Linked DNA regions of Mus musculus: regions 2, 3, 4, 5, 6 and 7 are each linked to region 1. The links are chromatin contacts, called in public HiChIP or PLAC-seq, capture Hi-C and promoter capture Hi-C maps. All regions are on one chromosome and are shown on one strand. Each heading gives the region's core, a stretch centred on a gene start, on an enhancer-like site or on the middle of the called end of the contact. The rest is flanking DNA. Distances are from core to core; before and after follow the strand shown. Region 1 holds the start of Map2k7 (mitogen-activated protein kinase kinase 7). Region 2 holds the start of Pnpla6 (patatin-like phospholipase domain containing 6). Region 3 has its middle 17 kb from the start of Rps23rg1. Region 4 holds the start of Rps23rg1 (ribosomal protein S23, retrogene 1). Region 5 holds the start of Camsap3 (calmodulin regulated spectrin-associated protein family, member 3). Region 6 overlaps Camsap3 (calmodulin regulated spectrin-associated protein family, member 3). Region 7 holds the start of Retn (resistin).

Region 1 (3,108 bases), core at 352-2,851:
GCAGGGGCCCAACCTCTGGTCCCAGGCAGAATCAGTGAAATGCATCCCCACCTCTGGGTATCTCCAGTTCCTGGAAGAAACTCCCAGGAAGGAAACGTGGAAGACTTTGTCCAGAAGGGGTAGGGATGGAGGGAATCCTGAATGCCTCTTCAGGAAGATGATCAAGCTGTGAAGGTCAGTCAGGCCAGGTGGCCAGGTAGTGAACAGAATTTTCACCTACAGGAGGCTGCCTTTCCCCTCTTACCATAGTGACCACACAGACAACTATAGTATGTATACTCCAAAGATTACATCACAGAGGATATAAAGAAGACATTCTGCTGAATCAAGAGGGACAGAGGAAGGGTTGGACAGAGAGGGGAGAAAAAAAGCCAGATTCTTTCAGCAAAGACAACTTGGGACAGGGGTATCTGGGATACAACAAGGATGCTAACTGTGGTCATGGTGGACAAGCTGGATGTGTGTCTAGAAAGGAAGAGGAAGCACTTTTGGTACAGGACCGTATGTCAGGAGGCAGGCCCAAAGACAGTAGGCTCAGAAAGGAGGTGCGTTTCTACTCGATGGGACTACACTGGTTACAGGTGTCTGTAGTAGTAGCAGTCACTTGAGCCCTGTAGACAAAGGCTGCCAGGCTGAGAGATGGCTATGTGTTTCCTGAGGGCTAGACAGCAATAGTGAAAAGTAGTTGGTCATTAGAGATATGAGGTGCCCCTGTATGTAGGAGGCAGTGAGCTGGGTCCAGTGACAAGGTCCTTCCAAGCTTAGAAGGAGCCATCTGATATGACCAAAGAAGTCAAATAGAAGCCTCCAATCAAAACGGATGTAGATGAGGACTTAGTGACCTACATGGGCAGATAGGCATGCACGTGTGTGGACTGTCTGCTAGGGGAGGGGACCTCTTGACAGTCACTGACTCGGCAGGAGTGGAACCACTGAATCAGAAGAGATATAACTGTTTGCAGAGTTAAAAGACTTGGTTGTAGTCACAGCGGCGTAGCTTCGAGTCTGAAAGCCTGCAAGGTGCAGGTGACAAGGCTCCGGAAGCCGACCACAGGGTGAGGGACTAAGCTCTCAGGTACCAACGGTGTGAACTTCGGGACCGCGGTACGTGGGCGGAGAGAGTCGCCCTGGAGACTGCCCACCCGACTTCCAGGTCACCGTGACCCTCTCCCTGCAAGCCGACAGCACAGAGAGTGGAGGGGAGGAGAGCTAGCGCCCCGGAAGCGGGGGCAGGATCTGCCCGGTGGGCGGGGCCTCCCAGTGCGCGCCCCGCCCCGCCCGCCCCTCCCCCACGAGGCCGTGCTTACTGGGCCTGGGCCGCTGTGGGCTGATATCCAAGTTGAGGTCGATCCTCCTGCGGGCCTCACGGTTCTCCTGCTTCAGCTTGGCTTCCAGGCGGGACAGCTTCTGCTCCAGGGAGGACGCCGCCATCTTCCCCGCCGCCGCTGCCGCCGCTCACCGCCAGGCCACCCGTCAGTCCGGGGTAGACAAACACCGCACTGCGCCTGCGCTCGGATGACCCCGCCGAGCCGCCGTCCTGCCTAGACCACCCCAGCGCGTGCCCGCCCTGCCTCGCGTGCATAACGCCGCGCGTGCGCACTGGGTTCCAGTAGGAAGCTGATGCCACCTAGAGCCCGAGGCGGGCCTCATGCATTGTCATGGCCTATCGCTGCCTTCCGCAGTGCGCATGCGTGAAGTTTCAGGCGATTAAGCGCTGTTGGAAATCACTTAAAAAAAAAAAAGAAAAAAAGAGAGAAAGCGAAGTCCGGTCAACCGCACGCCTGCGTGCAGAAGCGGGAGACCGGCCAAGCTCGCGCCTTTACTGCACACGCTTACGGCTGTTCCCAGATTATTCTTCACTTCGTGTGCATCTCTAGGGCGCTCTGGTGCCCGCGCCCTCACGGAACAACCTTCCTCGTCTAGGACGGTCTTTCATGAGGACCTGTTATGCTTAATTGCGGCCTGAACTCTCGCTGTTAGCATGGAGCCGCCTCCTCACCGTAATTAGGTGCCCATGGTAATCCCTTTCCATTTCAGCCAGTCCCAGCACAGTGAGAGTAGCCCTGACAAGTGGAGAGGGAATCCAGAGTTGGTGATTCCTGAGCTCGGTGTCAGAATCAAGGTTAAGGCCAGACTTTCTGCCCCATTCCTATCCTTTCGCCCGGAGAATCCGGACTTGAAACCAATGTTATCTGAAGACAGTCCCTGGGGTTAGATGCCTCTGCCCTGCTAGCCCCATCCCCACCCTGCATTAAGTTCTTCCAAGAGTGCTAGGATAAAGTTTGTGTGTAAATTCGGGTCGTTGAATGTGCAGGGACATTCAGCAAGAGACCAAACCCAGGAGGTCAGGCTGCGCACAACTCCGGAAGCAACAGTGAACACTTTGGGATGGGCCTTGGCCTTTAAAGGCTTCTTAGAACTCCTTTGGTAATGACCTATGGGTGGAGCAGAGAGAAGCTTAGAGTTAAAAGGATAAAAGAGGAGAGGAAAATTGGATTGGTTTTGTTTTGTTTTGTTTTGTTTTCGCAACAAGGTTTCACTGTGTAGTTCTAGCTGCCCTGTAACTCTGTAGACCCGGCTGGCCTGGAACTCAAGAAATCCACCTGCCTCTGCCTTCTGGAGTGTTGGGACTGAAGATAGGCATCACCACCATCCAACTGTTTTAGAGGGTGGGGTGAGGTAGATTCTTTAGGAAAAAAAAAAAAAAAAAACCTAGGCAGAAAACTACCCAATTTCTCTTGATTCTACTTCACCTCGTTGAAGTAACTTGGATATCCTTCCTCCCAGGACAGACAGCCTGATTTGATAGACAGGTGTCATCATTTGGCCCCAGTTATAGGCAGCTTAGACAATCATACTGTACAAGGAGGTGGAAATTACCGTTCTCGTTTATTAAGCACCCAGTGGTATATGCTCCCCTGCACAGGAAACATTCAAAAGAAAATCCCTGAATGAACTGGGAAAAAAGGTAGCCTTCACCAGCACTGGACTCAGGTGGGAATGTGTGACAGGAGACTCGGCTTACAGTTTCTTCTTTATGTTCCATGAGCATTGTCCTGAGAAAACACTGCTTAACTTGATGGGACTCCCTACGGCTCGAGAAAAGGG
Region 2 (3,108 bases), core at 259-2,758, 720 kb after region 1:
CCCTACGTGGGGGGAGCAACTAAGCCTTCCGAGAGACTAGGTCTCCCGCTATGCATGCCGGGAAACGTAGTTTCACCTGCACATGCCTGGTTCTCGGAGAGAGAATCGCGTGGTGCACGGCAAGACCGCCGGGAGTTGTAGTCCGGTACAAAAATTCCCCAACTCTTACCATTCCGGTTTGCAGTGGGGCCTCCATCGATTGTTTCGGACTAGGTAGCAGGTCTTGTAGCCTGCAGTCCTGGAAATCGAGGAGCAAAAGGGACCAGAACAAGATGTCAATCAAGCCTACCCAGCAGCGCCTACAGGCTCCTTACCCCTAGCTCGTCTCACAAGCCACGCCCCCTAGATACCTTTGGCTGGAGTGACTCCTCCATTCGCCGGGGTTGGGGTGAGAGCGTCTAGAGGGGTACTGCTAGACAGAAGGATAGGGGCAAGTTGATTTCCCCGCCCAGATCAAGGGATGAGACCAGCCCCCAGCTCTTTGTCCTACTTCACTTATGCATAAGGCGGACCAGACTCCGTAACGTTTTCATCTGCACCCTGTGGCCAAAAGGGTAGCCGTCCTGGCACCCACAGTCAGCAGCTCGCTGGCAGGTGCCCTTAAGCCATGATCTCTTCTGGCAGTGGTTCCTTCCTTAGCCTGGCCTTCCGTATGTCTGACTACTCTTGATTAACCAACCCTTAGGCGAGACCCCTTCCTACACCCTGTAAAGACGCGATGTCTCACTCCAGAAGAAACCAGGACCTGTAAGCCAGGAGGCTGAGGGACAATTGGACTTTGGGCTCCTGACCCAAGCCTGGGCCCATCAAGGAAGCTGGGGCGTGCACTGGAAGCACTGCTGTGCAATCTATTGAAAAGGGGGCTCTAGGGCCATCGGAGTAAGATGAGCTCCCAAAGTGTTATAGGCTCGGGCTTGGAGATTTAACTGTCACGTAAAAGGAAAGTTACCGGGTCTCGCGGTGCGGAGCATCCCTGGGATTAGTGAAATGATGCAGGATGTGTAACCAGGGACGCCGGAATTGGGGGAGGGTAGGAGGAACGACGCACTGGAAAGTTACTGAGATCCGGAGATACACATAACTACTTAGGAGTCTAGGAGCTTCCAGGAAGATACCGGGGAAGGTAGGAACGCTACCGGGACTCTCCTGGGACGCTGGAGATCTTTCTGATGCCTTTAGACTATTATTAATGGGAATTTAGAAGGATCGCAGGGCCCTGAGATGTTACCTGGAAAATTGTTAGATTGACTACTTCCATTCCGTACTCCAGGTCGCATCTGACTACCGATGCGGAAACACCGGGACAAGGAACTTAGGAATGGGGGTGGGGTGGTATTGGAGCATCAAAAAGTCGGGACCTACCCGGAATCAGGACAAATCGATCCGGGGCAAAGCTGAAGCTCTCTAACAGTCCTCGAAGGGACACCTTTGCTCGGTCGATGGAAACTCGTACCATTCAGGAGCTGCAACCAGGTCCACCCAGCTTCGGCCAACACCCCTAGTTTTCTGCCCGCTGCCTCAGACGCGGCACCTTTAAATTATTCCGCTGCAGGACACGCCCCATCCCCGCCTCCCGCCATGCTTGGAAGGTCGCACTGCGCCAGCCATGCCTAGTGTGGCGGCCTCTTAAAGGAGCTGACGATTTATGAAAGGGCTGCCTCACCTGTTACAAATTAGACCACCGCATTTACATTCCCTTTTATTTAACAGCCGCCCTACATGCCCTCCCTTTCCCCTGTGTCCGATTCGATCAGCCCAAGCCCTCACAAGGCCTGTCAGACGCAGATCTTTTAAAGCAAATTCTAAAAATAAATAAGCTGGGGTCCCAGCAGTACATGGGGATAAAGTCTAGTGGCAATCATCTTGGATCAGTTCACCAGCAGCGAATGGTCCTCCGGGGAGTCCCTGGAAGAGAGAAATGGAAAAAAGAGGCACCCAGTCTCTCTGGCACACACTTCTTCCCCCAGCCTCTAATCAATCCACAACCCAGATCTGGGGCTCCAACCTTCCACAGCAGCAGAAAAGGCTACAAGCTGAGCCACTGCCACGACGGAACTTGCCAGATGTGGGGCTATCCTGGCACTGCTCGATGTAGGCCTGGAGCTCACTCTTCTCTGTGCCAGTACCTCCTGGGTGCTGGAAAGAGACGATTCCCCGAACTCAGCATGAAAGATGGTCCTGACCTCTAGTGCTCTTTAGGTCCGGCCAACTGGACATCCTGCTGTTGCTCTGATGTGACCACTCTGGGTCTCATTTCTGGACCTTTGCTTTGTGGCTTGCTTCACTGTAGAAATCTTCCCTATCCCCGGATGTGGCCGCAGGTCTCAGGCTCATTGGTTCAGTGCCTTCTGCTGCGGGCCAGAAGCCTAGACTGGTATTTAGTAACCCAGCATCTCAGCTGGAACAGTGTAAAAGAGTTAGTGGGCATAAGGCCTGAACTCCTGCATCCACGGGTCCTGCGTGATATCCAAGTGTTGCAGCGAGACTCAGTGTGGCTGCTTAGGGCCTGGGTGACAGTAATGTACCTGTGGTAGAGCTTCTATCCATGTGGGAAAGAGTGCACACATCCACTGCCAGTGCCTCAGAATGAGGCAGAGTCCCCGAACATTCTCCCTGTGACTTCCTGGCACCACTGCTATTTCTCCAGGTCCTTTCTGCCTCCCAGTCTTTGGATGTTCCTTTCTACAAGTATGCTCTTCCTCGGGCTCCCATCTCCTCAATCTAGAATTCTCAAGAGATGAAGGGAATGTCCCAAGCAGCCACCTAGCTGCACTGACTTTTGGATAGTTATGTATATTTGCCTTGTGTGTGTGTGCATGTGTATGTGTGTGGTGTCTTATAGGGTACAAAGAAGAAGTAGCATTCCTGCAGGCTGTAGTTTCCTAGATGAGAGCACAGAGGACTGTGGGGTAGCAGGGAGGCAGAATTTACCCAGCAAACATCTTGTAAGGAGTCTGGGGGGCTGGGTATCAAGGAGAATCAAGTGGTCATTGTCTATCTAGTGATAGTGAGGAATATGAATGGTCTGTGTATGGACAGCAAGTAGCAATAGGTATAGAGGAAACATGGAGGGTTGTACAGGGGGACCCTGTTGTCCCTGCTGTAGTT
Region 3 (3,108 bases), core at 324-2,823, 690 kb after region 1:
TCTTTTGAAGGCTGTTGAGTGCAAGGGTGCAAAAGAATAGAGGCTAGACTGAGTCAGCATTGGCTTAACGCTGATATCAGCTAGTGGTTGACAGTGGAAAATGGGAGTGAAAATTCTAAACAGGCATTTGACCACAGTCAAGTACTGCATCAGGCGAGAGGAGTGGGACATAAAATAAAATAAAATAAAATAAAATAAGTAAAAAATAAAAAAACAACTAATGCCGGGCATGGTGGCGTATGCCTTTAATCCCAGCACTCAGGAGACAGAGGCAGGTAGATTTCTGAGTTCGAGGCCAGCCTGGTCTACAGAGTGAGTTCCAGGACAGTCAGGGCTATACAGAGAAACCCTGTCTTGAAAAACCAAAATAAATAAATAAATAAATAAATAAACCCAATAAAGGGAGATGCTAGATATACAAGTGACATGAAAGAGAGAGATCAAGAGAGAAGGAAAATGGATTTTGGAGCTCTTCCAGGGACAGAAGGAAATCAGGAGACAACCTGCTTTCTCTCTGGCCCCTACAGGAGACATCCTTAGTTCTGGTTATATCAAGTTCTCTACCCTCTCCGTACTGTCTGTGTTTGGTGCACCAATCTGTCCATATGTCAATGTTTGTCTGTTATTGCTTCATTGTTTGAATGACTATTGTTCTATGTTTTATGTTGAAAAGAAAAAAACGGTTAAAACTTTATCTGCTGGCTATCCATCTCTTGATTCAGTCTCAGTTTGCACAGTGGAGGCTGATTTAAGTTGTCTCGCACCCTTAGCCAGGAGTCAAGCACAGCAGAAGCCCTGCTAAAAAGCTCCTTTTAAAAGAGGCCAATAGCTGCTTAGTTTTAAGAAAATAAGCTGATAGTTGTTTTTTTTCCCTAGAAAAATCTCTGCAGTTGTGATTACTGGGTTTAGCAAATGACAAAATGCTTTTTCTCTTGAAATTATAGCTAGAAAAGGTAAAATTTCTTTGATTGGTCTAAATTTATAAGATTCGTATAGCCGCTTCATTTTGTTTCTGAATGGTCTTAAAGGTATAAATATGCTCTGCATGTCTTGGTCATAGAGTATTGGCTTGTAAGTTATTGGATATGATTTAAAAAGTGTTATATTGGTAACAAGAAAGTTAGCTTAAAACTGGTAACTCAGGGTTGGAGTCATTTTAAACAACAACATGTGGCATGAACCAGCCCAGGAAACAGGCCTCTAAAGATACTTCTAAATTGGGATAACATTTTATGTAATTCTTATGCTAGAAACTAAACTTATAAGGGATAAGATTTAAAACAGTGTCTCTTTAATGAAGCATTAAAAGTTGCACTGTCATGCAATCATATATAAGAATTGACAGCCGAACTTTGTAATGTGAAAGTGATGCTTCTGGTATTGATTTTAAAGAGAATGGATTCTTTAAAGTTGTGTTTTGCTTTCCAAAAATTATGGTTATGCTCTAATATTGCAAAAGAAACTTTAAAATTATAGTTAAATCGCCAGTGTTCCATTGACTGCAGTTTGCAGTTTGATTGCAAGCTCAGGATCTTAACTCACCCATATTTTGTAATTAGGATGATTACAAGAGTAATCAAAGTTAAAAACAGCTGTGGCCAGTATGGGCCTGCTGCTCCTTTTACACAAGCTTTATTGGATACAGTGGTAGAAGCAAAATTTAACCCCTAAGGTTGAAAAGGAGAACTCAGTGAGAATTTATTTGGTATCAAACATGCTCCTGATGAACTTTTTCAGGATGTTGTGGAGTCGCTACTAAAAACAGCTAGTAGAACTTTTGGAGATTTTCAAGTAGGGGTTCCTTTCACACAATTGTCTTATAGAACACTAATGCAGCTTGTCTGTGGCCATCTGGTCATACAAAACAAAGACAGACTTATCTAGATATATTTGTCTTTGTGCAGAAATTGGACCCTCGCACAATCAGGGTTTGGTTACGGTTGCTGCCTTGCAGGGGACTACAGTACAAGCAATGCTTTCATAGCACTAAGGTTATAAAGAATGTTTTTTTTTTAATTTATTTTTTTATTAGGTATTTTCCTCGTTTACATTTTCAATGCTATCCCAAAAGTCCCCCATACCCACCCCCCCAACCCCCTACCCACCCACTCCCACTTTTTGGCCCTGGGGTTAAGAACGTTTTAAGAATAAATCATCTTAGGAAAGACTGTCCAAAAATTAGAGGCATAGACAGGCAGTAGAATTGCTCCCCTGGAACCTGTTCTCACTACAAGAGGGATAATCTTTGGCCCTGGACACAGGCAGTATGCTCAGATTAAGAAATATTTACATTTGAGTTAATGCAAATCTCAGAGCAGCCTCAGCGAGGCTTGTGTGGCATTTCTTTTGTTTTGCAAACCCTGCCTAAGGAAGTTTTTGGGACCTTGCCTCTCCTTGCTTTTCAGGAACTATTTTTAAGCCAAAACAGCATTATTACAGATCTATCCAGGTGTTGTTCATAATAAGGCTCAAACTTAAGATTTATAAAAGGTCAATAGGGCTGTGAAACTTGTAGAGGCATTACAATCTGGCCTGCCTACTCCATATAGAATTATTATGGATTTGGAAGGTTGTTTTTTCCTTTGCATCCTGATAATTGTAAAGAGTTTGTTTCTAGTGATCTTATAATCATTGGAAAGTTCTGCCTCTCTGAATGGCTAATAGCCTTAAATTATGTTTAAAAAAAAAAGTCTCTGCTTCAATACAAGAGCTATGATTTTGAATCTTTCTGTGTATATTGTCTATTATGTGGAGAGTATTTTATTAGCTGATCCTACTGAAGGACCATTTACTACAAACCTTTGCTCTTACACAATGAGCTTTAAAATTTTTGGAGTAGTTGTTGCTCCAGAAAAGATTCAGAGGCAATATCTTTTTCAATATTTAGGGTCTCAGTTATATCATAGAAAAAAGTGTGGTGCAGAAAATTCAAGAAAAAAAAAAAGATTTGGTTACTTCAAATTATTTTCAAAAGCTTCCAGTTGATATTAATTGGTTAAGACCTCACCTTAAGTCTTTGTTGGATGTTGTCAAGGGAGATGCAAATTACACGGTGAGAGACAAATAGCTTTGCAGAAAGTAGAGGAAGCTTCTCTAATCAATTGTTAA
Region 4 (3,108 bases), core at 456-2,955, 670 kb after region 1:
ATAAAATAAATAAATAAGTATAGTTAAAAATTCTTTAAAAGGCCTGGAGAGATGATGTAGTGGTTAAACACTCACCGTCTGCTCTTCAGGGAATACATGATTGGTTCCCAGCACACACATTAGGGAGTTCACAACTACCTGTATCTCTAGTTCCAGGGAATTCAATGCCCTCTTTTGGTCTGCCCAGGCAATGTGTGTGTGTGTGTGTGTGTGTGTGTGTGTGTGTGTGTGTAGTGCTCATGCAGACAATGAGGTCTACGAACATACACATAAAATAAATAATTAAATAAAAACTAAAAAAAAAAAACAGTAACAACAAGGGGAATGGCTCCTGAAGAACTATACCCAAGATAGATCTCTATACTACACACACACACACACACACACACACACACCTACACACATGCACACACACACCTACACATATGCACAGACACACCACACATACACACAGACATACCTACACACACAGACACACATGCACACACACACATACACACAGACACACATGCACAGACACACATACACACATACACACATGCACAGACACACACACAAACAAACCTACACACACACATACACATATGCACACACACACATACACACATGCACAGACACACACACAAACAAACCTACACAGACACAGACACACAAACACACATGTACACACACAGACACACATGCCCACATACACACCTACACATATGCACAGACACACATACAGACACACCTACACACACACTCTCACACACACACATCTACACACATGCACATACACACACCTACACACATACACACCTACACACATGCACGCACACACACACACACACACACACACACAGGTTCTTCAAATATAACACCCCGTTGCACTCAGGTAAATAAAGCTGATCATACAAAATCAATACTTACAAACATGAACAAACACGAAGCAGAAACAGTATGTGATCCTCCCAGTCTATCTGCCTCTCTGAGTGCTCACACCTGCGGAGAGTGTCACCCCACTCCAACACAACCACTCAGGACCCACCACTTGTTTGAGCCATAGAAAAAAGCCACAAGAACAGAGGATTGGAAAAAATTTGCATACTGAAGTAAGATATTAAAAGTGTGGAAAGCAACGGAGGCTGCAGGGGGCTTTAAAAAAATCCTCCACCCCACCCCAACGACTGCTTGCTCTGAGGTAGATTGCAGGGATCCGTATGGTGGGAGGGGAGAACCGATTTCTGCAAGTTCTCCTCTGAACTCTACACGCACATATAGACACACACAAAGTAAATAAACAAATATATACTAAAATAATATATATACAAAGCTGCGTTCTTTAACTTCTTCCTTCCTTCCTTCCTTCCTTCCTTCCTTCCTTCCTTCTTTCCTTTCCCCCCTCCCTCTCTTCTCTCTTCCTTTCTTTCTTTCTTTTTCTTTCTGAGGCAGGGTCTCATTTTGTAGACCTGGCTGTCCTGAAACTTGCTGGCCTATATAAACCAGGCTGGCCTTGAATACACAGAGTTCTACGCGCCTCTGCCTTCAAAGTCCTAGTAATACAGTCTAGGGTTCTTTATCCGGTTCGTTTTCTCTGCCAATTCACTAACTAAAAGGCAGGACAAACCTCAAGCACGACAGGTGGCAGTGGAGAAATCTCCAGTCTGCTGACAGCAGCAGAGAGAATCGGCAGTTGAGGACAGGCATTTATCTGGGGTGAGAGAAAGACTCTCTGCAAAGCAGAGAGGTTGACAATGAAGGCTGGGGGTTTAAAGTCTGAGTTTTCTTCCCTACTTTACGGTTGGTCAGTTTGAAGAAAGACAGAGTAGCTGATTGGCTCAGAACTGTTGTGTGACCGTCCTGAGCAGACCTCGGACACCTGACCCAGACCAGCAGCAGAGTCCTGCTGGCAGGAGACAAAAGCATGTAAGGCATTTGTTTTAAGCCTCCAGGCTTTTGTCTCAGCTCAGCAGGGCGAGGAAGAAGCTACCATCCTCGGAGCTTGCTATCTTTGTTACCTAGCTCTGGCCGATCTCCCTCTTGGTCTGCTTATCTGGGAGTCAGTCTAATGGATAATCTTTCACTAGGATTAAAAGTTGTGCAAATCACATGGCGCCCCACCTCCCCTTTTAAGTCAAAGAAAGAGTTACTTATTTATTTTGTTTTTTCAAGACAGGGTTTCTATGTGTAACAACCCTGGCTGTCCTGGAACTGGCTTTAAAGACCAGACTGGCCTCAAACTCACAGAGATCCACCTGCTTCCACCTCACGAATGATGGGATTAAAGAGTGTGCTACCATGCCCAGCAAGTTTTTATCTTGCACGTTTTTAATGTGTGAGAGCAGGTGTGTAGTCTCTCTGTGTGTAGGTCAGAGGATAATTTGTGGAGTCCATTCTACCTTTATGAGGTTTCTAGGGACCTGAACTCAGGTTGGCAAGTGCTTTACCCACTGAGCCATACCCCCAGTCCTATTTGGGGGGTTGGGGGACATGTAAGCCAGGCTGGCCTCAAACACACTAAAAGTGGCCTTCAGCTTCTGCTTTCCACCGCGTGAGTGCTCTGGTTACAGCCATGTCACCAGGTTTGGTTTGCTGTTTGATTGAGGTGGGGCAATGTGCTTGGGTTGGAACCCAGAGCCTCGAACATCCTGAATTTGTTCTGTGCTTCCAGTAGCCCTCCCAGCTGTCCTGTCTAATAATTTCCAACTGTGCCATGAAACAGGACCTTCCACCCACTGCCAGGGGTGTTAAACTTTTCCGCCTTTTACCAGAGCAACTTAGCCAAGTGTATCAAGCACTACAATGAAGCCAGTCAGCTATGAGCCTCTGTTGTCAAGTCTAGTGTTTGTTTTTCCTAAGAACAGGAACAGGGGAAATGGAAGAATGTTCTTACTCGTTTATTGCAATAACACATTGGAGATAATAGGAAGAAATGATTGAGGGCTTAGGGCTGTGGTTAAGTTGGTAGAGCACTTGGCCTGCAAAAAGCCTTGGGTTCCATCCCAAGTATTGACTAAAGCAGGCATGGTGCTATGATCCCAGGAGGAAGAAGCTAGAGATTCACAAGTCCAAGATCATCCTGGGCCAAATGAGACTCAAAGAGAGGTCACTCACTGCACAAGCCTGATA
Region 5 (3,108 bases), core at 330-2,829, 650 kb after region 1:
TGTTTCTGTCTCTCCCCCTCTCCTTCTCTCTATCTCTATCTGTTCCTACTGTCTCTATCTTTTTCTGTCTCTGTGCATGTATGTCTCGTTCTTCTACTCCCAGTAAGGCCTAGACCTTAATGAACCTCTGTTTTTCCCAAGGCCAAGCCTGGCCTCCCAGTTCTATCCTGTGGTGGCTGAAGCTGCCCAAAGCCAGGACTTGGAGAGCCTTCCCAGGTCTGATAATCCACCTTCCTCATTTGCCCAGTAGGAATGGCCCTAGTCCTTCAGGCCTGTGGGCATGCGGAAGGGAGGAGAAAAGGGGTGGCTTCAATAAGAGAAGGCCTGGCCGCCCGAGCTGCCACCCTAGAACAGCTGGTGAATGAGCCATTTATGCCTACCTGAATCCTCAGGAAAATGTGGCAATAAGTCACAACTGCCAGCCTTTACGGGGCCATCGAGACGAAAGAGTGGTCCCAGACACACCACACACACACACACACACACACACACACACACACACACACACGCTGGCCACCGGCAAGGCAGGGTTTGTGTCCCAGTCACTGAGCTGTAGCTCTGATCTCTTAAAACGCTCCTTGCGGGGTCCAAGCCACCGCGTACACGTTGTGAGGGTAGATAGGGAAGGTGGGGGTAGGAGGAACCATCACAGGCTTCTGATGTGTGTGAAAGGGGAGTTGGCCATGCAGTTAGGCCCTGGGGTCTGAGGAGTGGGGTGGGAGGCGGGAAGCAGAGGACTACCAGGAGACCCTTCCCCCACCACACACAAAATTGGTCTGCAGACCCCACCCCTGCTCACCTGGGGGCTCTGATCCCGGGGTCCCAAGGCGCACAGCCTCTTGGCGGGCCCCACCCCCGACTGCGTTCCAGCGACCCGGGCGGGCAAAGTCCAAGGGCCCCGTCCGAGCAGGAAGCTTGGAGGCCCAGCTTAGCAAAGACCAAAAGCTCGGGGACCCTAGGCAGCCCCGAAGCTATTGTTCCCACGGCCCCGGCTTGGCGCCCCGCCCCCCGCACCTGCCGCGCCCCAGCCTGGCTCCCCCGGTCCCCTCCCCAAAGGCCCTCGGGTTACCTGCTCCCCCGAATGCGGCCCGCAGCACCCACGCCAGACTCGCCGCCGCCTTGGCTCGAGAGAAATCGTACTGGTCCAAAGACTTGATCTCGGGGACCAGGAAAGTCCTCCGCAGTGGCCCGGACCCTGCGGGCGCCGCTTCCACCATGGCGACGCCGGGGTTACGGCCGCCCGGGTCCGCGCGCTCTGATGGGCTGGGCTGCGTGCGCTGCGCTGCGCTGCGCTGCTGCCGAGCCTCCGCCACCCCGAATCGGGTTGCCGCCGCGGCTGCTGCTGTTACTAATAAAGCTGCTGAGGCGCCGCTGAACCAGGTGCGGTCGAGCGCGCTGGCGACGCGGCGTCGACCCCGCCCCAAGGCGGAACCCAGGTGCGCCCCGCCCCCAGATTGGACTCAGTTCTCTCTGGCTCCTGGGTCCACATGGGTCCCCACTGACATTAAAGCTTCCATAGGTCCTCCTGCTGCAAAGGGCGGCAGTGATGGCGGATGAGGGAAGGGCTGCAGAAGAACGCATGTCCCTGTATGCGTTCTCGTGTGTGTGTGTGTGTGTGTGTGTGTGTGTGTGTGTGTGTGTGCGCGCGCGCGCGTGTGTTCCTGCTCACTCCCGGACCCTGGAGAGGCTTAGGGACCCTTTGTCATGGATGTCCATGTAGGCTTTTGATCCCACACATATGCAGGTGGAGTTCACATATGCATATGGAGTTTGTGGCTATTACTATACAGTAAGTTCTAGGCCAACCAGGGCTACACAGCAAGACTCTGTCCTAGTTTAAAAAGAAAATGAATGTGTTTGTATCCACTTGCTTGAGAGTACCTGTGAACATCTCTGTCTATAGGTATCTAGATTTGTGATGTCATCTGTTTGTGAAGGTGACTGTTTCAAACCTGTTGTGGTACAATGGTTTGTATTAAGTGGCTAGGGTTGTGCCCTAGTTGACAGAGTCCTTATCTGGTATGTACAAAACCTTCTCCTCCATCCCAAGCACCAAATAAGCTAGGGATGGTGGTAGGTACATGCCTAGAATCATGGCACTTGGGAAGTGGGAAGAAGAGAATTTTTGTAAGTTCAAGGTGATCCTGGGATACATGAGATAAATAAGTAAAATCAAAGAATTGTGTTGTACAACCTTCTGTGTTCTAAGATTGGAAATGAAGGAAGAGAAAGAGCGGGGGGAGAAAGAATGATGTGAGTCTAAACACATCTATCATATAAGGGTGTAATTGTTGACTCTGTCAGGGCAGGAAGATGGCAGAGATACCAAGTGGGTGTATTTAGGCAGGAGAAAAGCTGTGTATGTGAGATTAGCTCTGTAGGGTTACTAGGTGGATTGCAAATGTCCTGATGTGTACCTTTGATATCTGCAGTATTTGTTGAAGAAAGCCTCTGACTAGATGTAGGTAAGGGTCTGAGAGGATCTGTGTGTTTGCGGGTGTGGTTGTGTGCATGGGGCTTTCTGTGTGTGACTAATGATGTGTAGGTGCATACTTTTTTTTTTTTTTTTTGGTATAAACAGTCTTTTGTGTGTGTGTGTGTTTTCAGGTTCAGCATTCCCAGCTCCATAATACAAATCTATTTATCTACAGAACTGGGTTGGAACACTCACTGTTTGGGGGCCTGTGTTACAGGTGGCTTGAGTGAGGTGAGGCAGAACCTAAGGGACTCCCCTCTGTTGACTAGATGGATCTTAGAAAAAGGCTGGCAGCTATGATTTTATTTTTTTTATTATTTATTTATTTATTTTGGTTTTTCCAGACAGGGTTTCCCTGTGTAACCCTGACTGTCCTGGAATTGACTCTGTAGATCAGGCTGGCCTCAAACTCAGAAATCTACTTGCCTCTGCCTCCCAAATGCTGGGATTAAAGGCATGTGGCACCACTGCCCGGCCCTTGGCAGCTACAAAAACTGCCACATTTTCCTGAGGATTCAGGTGGATATAAATGGTTCACTCACTAGCTGTCCTGGGGTGGCAATCTGGGAGGGCAGGCCTTCTCTTATTGAAGCCACCCCTTTTCTCCTCCCTTCCGCATGCCCACAGGCCTG
Region 6 (3,108 bases), core at 406-2,905, 630 kb after region 1:
TTAGACTTGGCGCTGGGTTCCTTGTATAGCCGGGGACCTGGAGGGCAGTCAGTCAGCAGAGACTGGGCGTGGGTTGGGGAAAGGCAGGTAGAGAACGCGTAGCTTCTAACATTACCCGGTCTCACTTACCTGTGTACTCAGGCACTGATGCTGGGGAGGATGCATTGCTTCCATTCTCCCAGTCACGTTCTCGACTGCCAGGCAGGCGGCTTGGAGACATGAGGCCTGATGGAGAAGGGGCCCTGCAGGGGAGGGGAGGGGTGAAGCTGGGGTCAGTAGTGTGTGAAGCCTCCCAGGGTACAACAGGATTAGGGACGAGGCAAGCCCAGTGCACTGCAGAGGAGAGGGGCATGTATATTGCATGCTGCCACAAGTCCATAGACAGCTGCTCCATATGCTCAACCTCCTACATTGCATGTGGGCACATCCTCCAGACTTGAGTCAGTTTCCCCCAAATCCCATCTGTGTTCCTGTACTTCCTTCCATCTACACATCCCAGCGGTCCCGCCATATCTTGCTCTAGGTTCCAGATAGACTCACCGAGAGGTGGGCCTCTTCACACCAAGGTTATTGGGAGCCTCGTTGGCCACCGTAGATAGGGACAGCGTGGACTGGGAATAGACCTTGCTGAGCCGTGAACCTAGGATAGACAGTACCAGTCAGTTATCCCTAAGGCCTTTACCTCCATTAACGCCCATGGGCATTCCCGAGACCCTCTCAGCCTTTCGTGATTGCCTGCTAAGTTTTGTTTATTTATACGAGTATCTGTCTTATGACAGCAGAGGGGGGCACTGGACTCAATTACAGATGGTTGTGAGTCGGTCACATGTGGTTGCTAAGAACTGAACTCGGGACCTCTGGAAGAGCAATAGGTGCTCTTAACCACTGAGTCGTTTCTCCAGTCTGGCTTTTACTTTTTAAAGATGGGTCTTCTATAGCCCAGGCTGGCCTCAAACTTCCTATTTGTTGAGGATGACCAAGTCTCCAGTCTCTACTTTCTCAGTGCTGGAGTTATAGGCCTATAACTGCCATTCCTGGTTAAAACTGGGGATGGAACCTGAAGTTTCGTGTACGCTAGGGTAGGCAAGTACTCTACCAAGAGCCACCACCACCACTCTGAACTTATTCGTGTGTGTGTGTGTGTGTGTGTGTGTGTGTGTGTTTATGTGTCCTTAGTTTCAGTGTTTGGTGCAGGACCTCAAGGTGTAGCCTAAATGGGCAGAGAAGCTGCTCAACAGCCAGTTTAGGACCAAACTCAAAATCCTCCTGCTTCAGACTCCTGAGTATCGCAATGACAGGCATGTGCCAACCTGTCTACCTTAATATGGCAATTTTTCTTATACAGCTCTGGGATTTAACCCAGGGCCTCATCCATTCCAGACAAACCCAGCCCTGAGTTTGGCATTCTTGTCCACATACCTACAGGGAAGGGAGCACTGTTTAGTAGCATCCTCAAATATCCAAGAGAGTTCCTCACTATCCAGCCAAGGAAGGAAGTTACCCTCACCACACTGGAACTCATGCCCACTCCAAATTCCTGCCCCATCACTGCATGCCACCAGACACTCCCTCTCTCCACAATCATAGGGCCCCTCCAACAGGGTCCTCACCCAGCAGGCCGCGGGCTGGGCTTCGTGCCAAGGCCGAGTCATCACAGCAACCAGAGCGTGGCCGGGTGGCCCTGCGCCCGCCCCGCCCTGGTCCCCCGGTCCCTGAGGCCCGGGGCCGTAGCACCTTATCAAGGTCATCCATCAGTTTCAGTTGTGCCCGGCGTTCATACTCAAGTCTTGTGAAGTCCCCCCGCCGGGGGCCCACCTCCTCCTCAGCTGGGGCCATGGCTCTGGTAGTAGGAGCCAAGGTGGCCACTGGAGCCGCAGAGGCTACAACAGGAGTTGTAAAGGCCAAGCCTGGAGCCTCCTGAGCCAGCCTGCAGATTAGACAGAAGGTAGCAAGCAGGATAGAATATGGGAGCACTGGGGCAGCAATACCAAAGGCCAGGCCCCTCATTCCAGTTCTAGCCTCACCTGGCGGCCTCCTCCCGTTTCTGCTCCTTCTCTGCCTCCTGCCACTGTTTGCGCCGCCGGGCTTCCTCTACCCGCCTCTGCTGACGCTCCAGCAGGCTAGCTCGCTTCTGAGCCATCTCATCCTCAGGCTTGTCTTCGTCCTGGAGGATGTCATAGGAGTTTAACTAGCCACTCTGCCAACTGGAGTCTGACTTTTAGCATTAGCCAAGCTCTCCTGACCTTTCTAAAATCCTCGGAGTACTTAGTTAGTGACTACTTTATGAGCAGCCCTGGGAGCTGTGTACACAATGCACAAAGGGGGAAGGCTAGCAAGTGACACACAGACCTTCAATGCTATGAAGATGCTTGAAGTGTGCCAAGCTGCACTGCAGGCTATCCTATTCTGGGGTCTTCTTAGAAGTACTCCCAGCCTAGGGGCACTCTCCAGGCAGAGGGGTTAGAAAGTTCAAAGGCCTTGAGGCCAGAACAAACCCATGTAGCCGAGACACTGAGTTGGGGACAATGATCCAGGTTAAAGTCACAAGGGAGCAGGGCCCAAGGCAGTGGACGGGCATTTTGTCCTCAGGGCAAAGAAGAGCAGTCAAAATCTCCACTGCTCAGGAAAAACAAACAAAGTGGGTTTGCAGCAGTAATGACCAACTGGAGCAGAGTGTGCGCTGCTCAGTTACAACAGTATGCACAGGGGCCCAGGCCGTAAGTGGCATGAAGATGGAGGATTACCAAACAGGATACATCAGGAAAGAGGATCACCCTAGCCCTGCTTATCCACCCACCCACACCTGTCCATCCTGTCTATCACCCACTCACCCATCCATATGCCCAACTACTACTTGTCCATCTACCAATTAACCTTCCCTCTATCCACCTATCAAACCACCTTCCATCCATCTAACCAACCACCTATCCACCTTCCTTTCAACCTACCATCACTCATCCAGCCTGTCCACCTACCTTTCCATCCACCTAGCCAAACTAATCACATACCTACCACTCACTCACCCATTTAACTTATCCACCCATCTAACTACCCTTCCAACCCATCCATCCATCCATCCATCCATCCATCCATCCATCCATCCATCCA
Region 7 (3,108 bases), core at 374-2,873, 580 kb after region 1:
CCGACATCAGGAAGCGACCTGCAGCTTACAGCAGCGGGCTGCTGTCCAGTCTATCCTTGCACACTGGCAGTGACACACTTTTTCTTCACGAATGTCCCACGAGCCACAGGCAGAGCCACAGGAGCAGCTCAAGACTGCTGTGCCTGCAAGGAAAGAAGTCCCTGAAAAACCGGAAGACTGTGGCAGGTGGGAGGCAGAGATGGGGGAGGGGGCTGGAGGCTGTTGCCACGGAAACAGAGTGCAAGATGATACAGCAGGAGTCTAAAGGACCTTGAGCTGGGCTGGGAGATGAGAAGACTGGAAGTCTGGGAGGGAGTCCTAAGGACAGACATGTTGAGGACCCAGACAAGGCAGACAGAGGAGTTTCAGAACTTCCAGAAAGTCTGAACAACAGAGTTTGCACTCACCTTCTGGGCAGGAGGCCAACTTCCCTCTGGAGGAGACTGTCCAGCAATTTAAGCCAATGTTCTTTATTGCATTTGGAACTGCAGAAGGGAAGATTGAAGGGGTAATCCAGCTGCATCTTTGCAGGGGGCGATCTTTGGGTTTGACACTGACAGTGAGGTCAAATTCTTCTCAGCAGAGTGAGAAGGTGACTTATAGCTAAAGAGTTTGACTCACAAGTGGGAGGATCAGAGCCAAGATCCCCAGAACCCATTTAGAAGCTAGGCATGCATGGTGTAGGGGCACCCATAATCCCAGCCTCCAGGAGGCAGACAGACATGGAGTCCCCAGAACAAGATGGCTAACTAGACTACCACAAACCCACAAGCCCTGGGTTCAGCTGAGAGATTCTGTCTCAACAAAGCAGAGGTGGAATGATAACACTACACCAACTTCAATTCTCCATATGCCTATGCACACACAAGCTCCTTCACATATGTGCACCACATATATAAACACACATACACAGACATGGACAGCACACGTTCACGGTAAAATATTTTGCTCACACCTGTACTCCAAACACTCAGGAGGCTGAGGCAAGAGGGTCAGGCACTGGGGGCTCAGCTCCATGGACCACAGTGTGGGGCCTTTTGGAGTGAGGGGAGGTTTGGAGGTGATGGTTGGAAGAAGCTAAGTTGTGGGGTGAACCATGATCAAGGTAGGTCAGGATGAATTTGGGTTGGAACAGGGTGAGGCTGAGGCTGAGGGTAGCCTTGTAGCTGGGCGGGTCTGTTCCCCATCAGGGATAAGTCTGTAAGGCCCTCGGCAAGGTTGGATGGGGGCGAAGGGGGGATCCTCACACAGGGAGTTGAAGTCTTGTTTGATCTTCTTGTCGATGGCTTCATCGATGGGACACAGTGGCATGCTGGAGCCCAGCAGTTCAGGGACAAGGAAGAAAAGGAAAAGGAGGGGAAATGAAAGGTTCTTCATCCCGTGGGTACTGCAAGAGACAAGCAAGAGCCCCGCCTTAGACCAGACCCTTCCCATGCTGGGGGAGTCAGACTGCAATGTCCTTTAGTTCCTGAGGGCACACATGGATGGACATTCAGCAGCTCTGGGGCCGCCACATCAGCACTCTGACTGGGGGATGGCTATCACTTACCGTGGCAGAGGACTTAGCAGGACACAACTCAGTTCTGGGTATTAGCTCCTGTCCCACAGCTCCTTCTTGTTGACTTCTGGCCCATCCTGCCTTGGATAATAAGTACCCTGGCCCCTGGCCTTCCATTGCCACATCTGACCCCAAGAGAGGTGAACTCTAGAGGTCCCAGAGGAGGGATTTCCCTCCTGCTCAGCCCTTCCTACATTAGAAGGATTGTCTTCTCAGGACGTTGTCTGGAGATAACACCAGGGACCATGGTGGGAGGGGCAAGGCTAGGAGCCAAGACTTCACCTGTAGGGCTGGAGATGCAAACTGAGACACGGTCCCTGTGTGACCACAGCTGTCATGTATGTTTCTATGTTTGGCGGGGATATACAGTGTAGGCAAGCTCTACCAGCTAAAATCTAGTCAACTGCTCCCTTGCTGAACCACACCACCAGACCCTCACTATGGAATTCCAGCCAGGTACCCTACCTCTGAACCATGTCTCCAGCCTCTCAGTGGTATGCTCTATACAGATGGTCTACCACAGAGCTAGAGACCCAGCCCCTCTCTGGGGGCGGGGTGGGGGTGGGGCTAAGCAAGAGCTCTACCACTGAGAAAGGACCCACTGAGAAAGGAGGTTCCCAGCCATTACCCAAAACATCTCACTGGAGGAGTCTAGGCAAGAGCTCTGCTTTCTGCTTTCTGCTTTCTGCTTTCTGCTTTCTGCTTTCTGGTGCAAGGAGCAAGGGGCCTGTCCCTTTGGAAATCCCTCTTTCTCAACAAGTAATTAAAATAATAAATCTTGGGTAGTCATAGCTCCGGCCCACATACAGAATATTTATGTGTGTGAATGACTCAATAGAATCTGCCTTATCTTCTCTGTCTTTAAAAACATTATTTAGTCATTATTGCATGTGCGTGACACGTGTGGGTGTAAGTGCGTGCACGCCACAGTGTGATGTGCATACGGAGGTGAGGACAACTGGAGGTGGCTATGCAAATCCTGGGTGTTAACGTCAGGCTGTCCGGCTCTGAAGCTGTTACACTGGCCTCGATGTCTTTTAACTAGATAGGACAAAATTGAGATTAGCAGAGGAAGTTTATAAATTGGACAAATGAAAAGACTTTAATCTTTATTTAGTTATCTATCTATTTATTCATTGAATCCAAGCTCTTTTGTAAGCTATGCAAGTTTGAACTGTGTAGCCAAGAACGACCTTGAACTCCTGACCATCCTGCATTCTCGATGCTGGGGTGGCAGGGACGCACCACTGTGCATGGTTTCTGTACTTCGAGGACTTGAGCACAGGACTTTGTGCCTGCCAGGCACTCTAACTGAACTAAGCCTCCCCACCCCCACCCCGTGCAAGATTTGTCTCTTTCCTCTTCAGCATAAGTGGATTCAGGTGATGTGCTCTTCCTCCCACCTGGCTTCTGTGTTCATGCGACTTTAGTGGCCATCGCCAACATAGTACACAGCTGCTTTGGGGGTCTCCATTCCCAGGCATTGCTGGAGACCTGAGGTGAGAAACTTCCTTTCAAAGGTCAAATGTAAAAGCACCTGGTTTTGTGTC

Evidence for each region. Promoter capture Hi-C pulls out the DNA fragments that hold promoters and counts their contacts. HiChIP or PLAC-seq counts read pairs in DNA pulled down with a chosen protein or histone mark. Capture Hi-C pulls out chosen DNA fragments and counts their contacts.
Region 2: an H3K4me3 HiChIP or PLAC-seq map of bone marrow-derived macrophages shows a contact between it and region 1, with 4 times the contacts expected there. The contact joins the promoter of Pnpla6 here to the promoter of Map2k7 in region 1. A contact is called at or near these places in 10 of 39 promoter capture datasets (the 3T3-L1 cell line, the HPC-7 cell line, cranial neural crest and 7 more), 5 of 484 Hi-C or Micro-C datasets (CD4 T cells, embryonic stem cells, epidermal suprabasal cells and 1 more), 8 of 115 datasets of contacts at active chromatin or transcription factors (the 230-238 cell line, bone marrow-derived macrophages, embryonic stem cells and 5 more) and 3 of 9 other capture datasets (embryonic stem cells, liver and macrophages).
Region 3: a promoter capture Hi-C map of hippocampal neurons shows a contact between it and region 1, with 3 times the contacts expected there. The contact joins the enhancer-like site here to the promoter of Map2k7 in region 1. A contact is called at or near these places in 11 of 39 promoter capture datasets (the HPC-7 cell line, cranial neural crest, embryonic stem cells and 6 more), 1 of 115 datasets of contacts at active chromatin or transcription factors (bone marrow-derived macrophages) and 1 of 9 other capture datasets (adipose tissue).
Region 4: a capture Hi-C map of embryonic stem cells shows a contact between it and region 1, with 4 times the contacts expected there. The contact joins the promoter of Rps23rg1 here to the promoter of Map2k7 in region 1. A contact is called at or near these places in 10 of 39 promoter capture datasets (the HPC-7 cell line, cranial neural crest, embryonic stem cells and 6 more), 4 of 115 datasets of contacts at active chromatin or transcription factors (all in embryonic stem cells) and 1 of 9 other capture datasets (embryonic stem cells).
Region 5: a contact with region 1 is called in a promoter capture Hi-C map of liver, with 3 times the contacts expected there. The contact joins the promoter of Camsap3 here to the promoter of Map2k7 in region 1. A contact is called at or near these places in 10 of 39 promoter capture datasets (the C10 cell line, the HPC-7 cell line, embryonic stem cells and 5 more), 1 of 484 Hi-C or Micro-C datasets (embryonic stem cells), 3 of 115 datasets of contacts at active chromatin or transcription factors (all in embryonic stem cells) and 1 of 9 other capture datasets (embryonic stem cells).
Region 6: a contact with region 1 is called in a promoter capture Hi-C map of embryonic stem cells. The contact joins the enhancer-like site here to the promoter of Map2k7 in region 1. A contact is called at or near these places in 9 of 39 promoter capture datasets (the HPC-7 cell line, cranial neural crest, embryonic stem cells and 5 more), 2 of 484 Hi-C or Micro-C datasets (cardiomyocytes and embryonic stem cells), 3 of 115 datasets of contacts at active chromatin or transcription factors (embryonic stem cells, stem cell-derived neural progenitor cells and trophoblast stem cells) and 1 of 9 other capture datasets (embryonic stem cells).
Region 7: a promoter capture Hi-C map of the HPC-7 cell line shows a contact between it and region 1. The contact joins the promoter of Retn here to the promoter of Map2k7 in region 1. A contact is called at or near these places in 14 of 39 promoter capture datasets (the C10 cell line, the HPC-7 cell line, HPC-7-derived erythroid cells and 8 more), 5 of 115 datasets of contacts at active chromatin or transcription factors (bone marrow-derived macrophages, embryonic stem cells and stem cell-derived epiblast-like cells) and 1 of 9 other capture datasets (macrophages).

The regions. Positions count from the first base shown.
Region 1 is chr8:4,237,233-4,240,340 of GRCm38.p6, reverse strand. It overlaps Map2k7 (mitogen-activated protein kinase kinase 7), which reads right to left and starts at 1,601. Exons shown (of 12, transcript NM_001164172.1): 1 at 1,308-1,601. The coding sequence starts at 1,431. Lrrc8e (leucine rich repeat containing 8 family, member E) reads right to left here. Exons shown (of 3, transcript NM_028175.2): 3 at 2,871-3,108.
Region 2 is chr8:3,513,811-3,516,918 of GRCm38.p6, reverse strand. Pnpla6 (patatin-like phospholipase domain containing 6) reads right to left here and starts at 1,508. Exons shown (of 35, transcript NM_001122818.3): 1 at 1,363-1,508; 2 at 351-409; 3 at 170-238. The coding sequence starts at 374. It overlaps Mcoln1 (mucolipin 1), which reads right to left. Exons shown (of 14, transcript NM_053177.1): 13 at 2,006-2,136; 14 at 1,687-1,905. The coding sequence ends at 1,869.
Region 3 is chr8:3,548,981-3,552,088 of GRCm38.p6, reverse strand. No RefSeq gene overlaps it. Among named protein-coding and RNA genes, the nearest start is that of Rps23rg1, 17 kb to the left of the region's middle. Within about 2 kb of position 1,573, at least 3 of the 459 cell types and tissues checked have an H3K27ac peak or open chromatin away from gene starts, as enhancers often do.
Region 4 is chr8:3,566,595-3,569,702 of GRCm38.p6, reverse strand. Rps23rg1 (ribosomal protein S23, retrogene 1) reads right to left here and starts at 1,705. Exons shown (of 6, transcript NM_001024728.2): 1 at 1,607-1,705.
Region 5 is chr8:3,585,921-3,589,028 of GRCm38.p6, reverse strand. It overlaps Camsap3 (calmodulin regulated spectrin-associated protein family, member 3), which reads right to left and starts at 1,579. Exons shown (of 17, transcript NM_027171.3): 1 at 1,070-1,579. The coding sequence starts at 1,217.
Region 6 is chr8:3,605,323-3,608,430 of GRCm38.p6, reverse strand. Camsap3 (calmodulin regulated spectrin-associated protein family, member 3) reads right to left here. Exons shown (of 17, transcript NM_027171.3): 12 at 2,025-2,164; 13 at 1,611-1,927; 14 at 541-640; 15 at 130-242; 16 at 1-37. Among named protein-coding and RNA genes, the nearest start is that of Xab2, 14 kb to the left of the region's middle. Within about 2 kb of position 1,655, at least 25 of the 459 cell types and tissues checked have an H3K27ac peak or open chromatin away from gene starts, as enhancers often do. A contact at or near this core is called in embryonic stem cells and stem cell-derived epiblast-like cells, where this site is marked.
Region 7 is chr8:3,654,285-3,657,392 of GRCm38.p6, reverse strand. Retn (resistin) reads right to left here and starts at 1,623. Exons shown (of 5, transcript NM_001204959.1): 1 at 1,550-1,623; 2 at 1,248-1,387; 3 at 408-485; 4 at 2-143. The coding sequence starts at 1,377. The coding sequence ends at 7.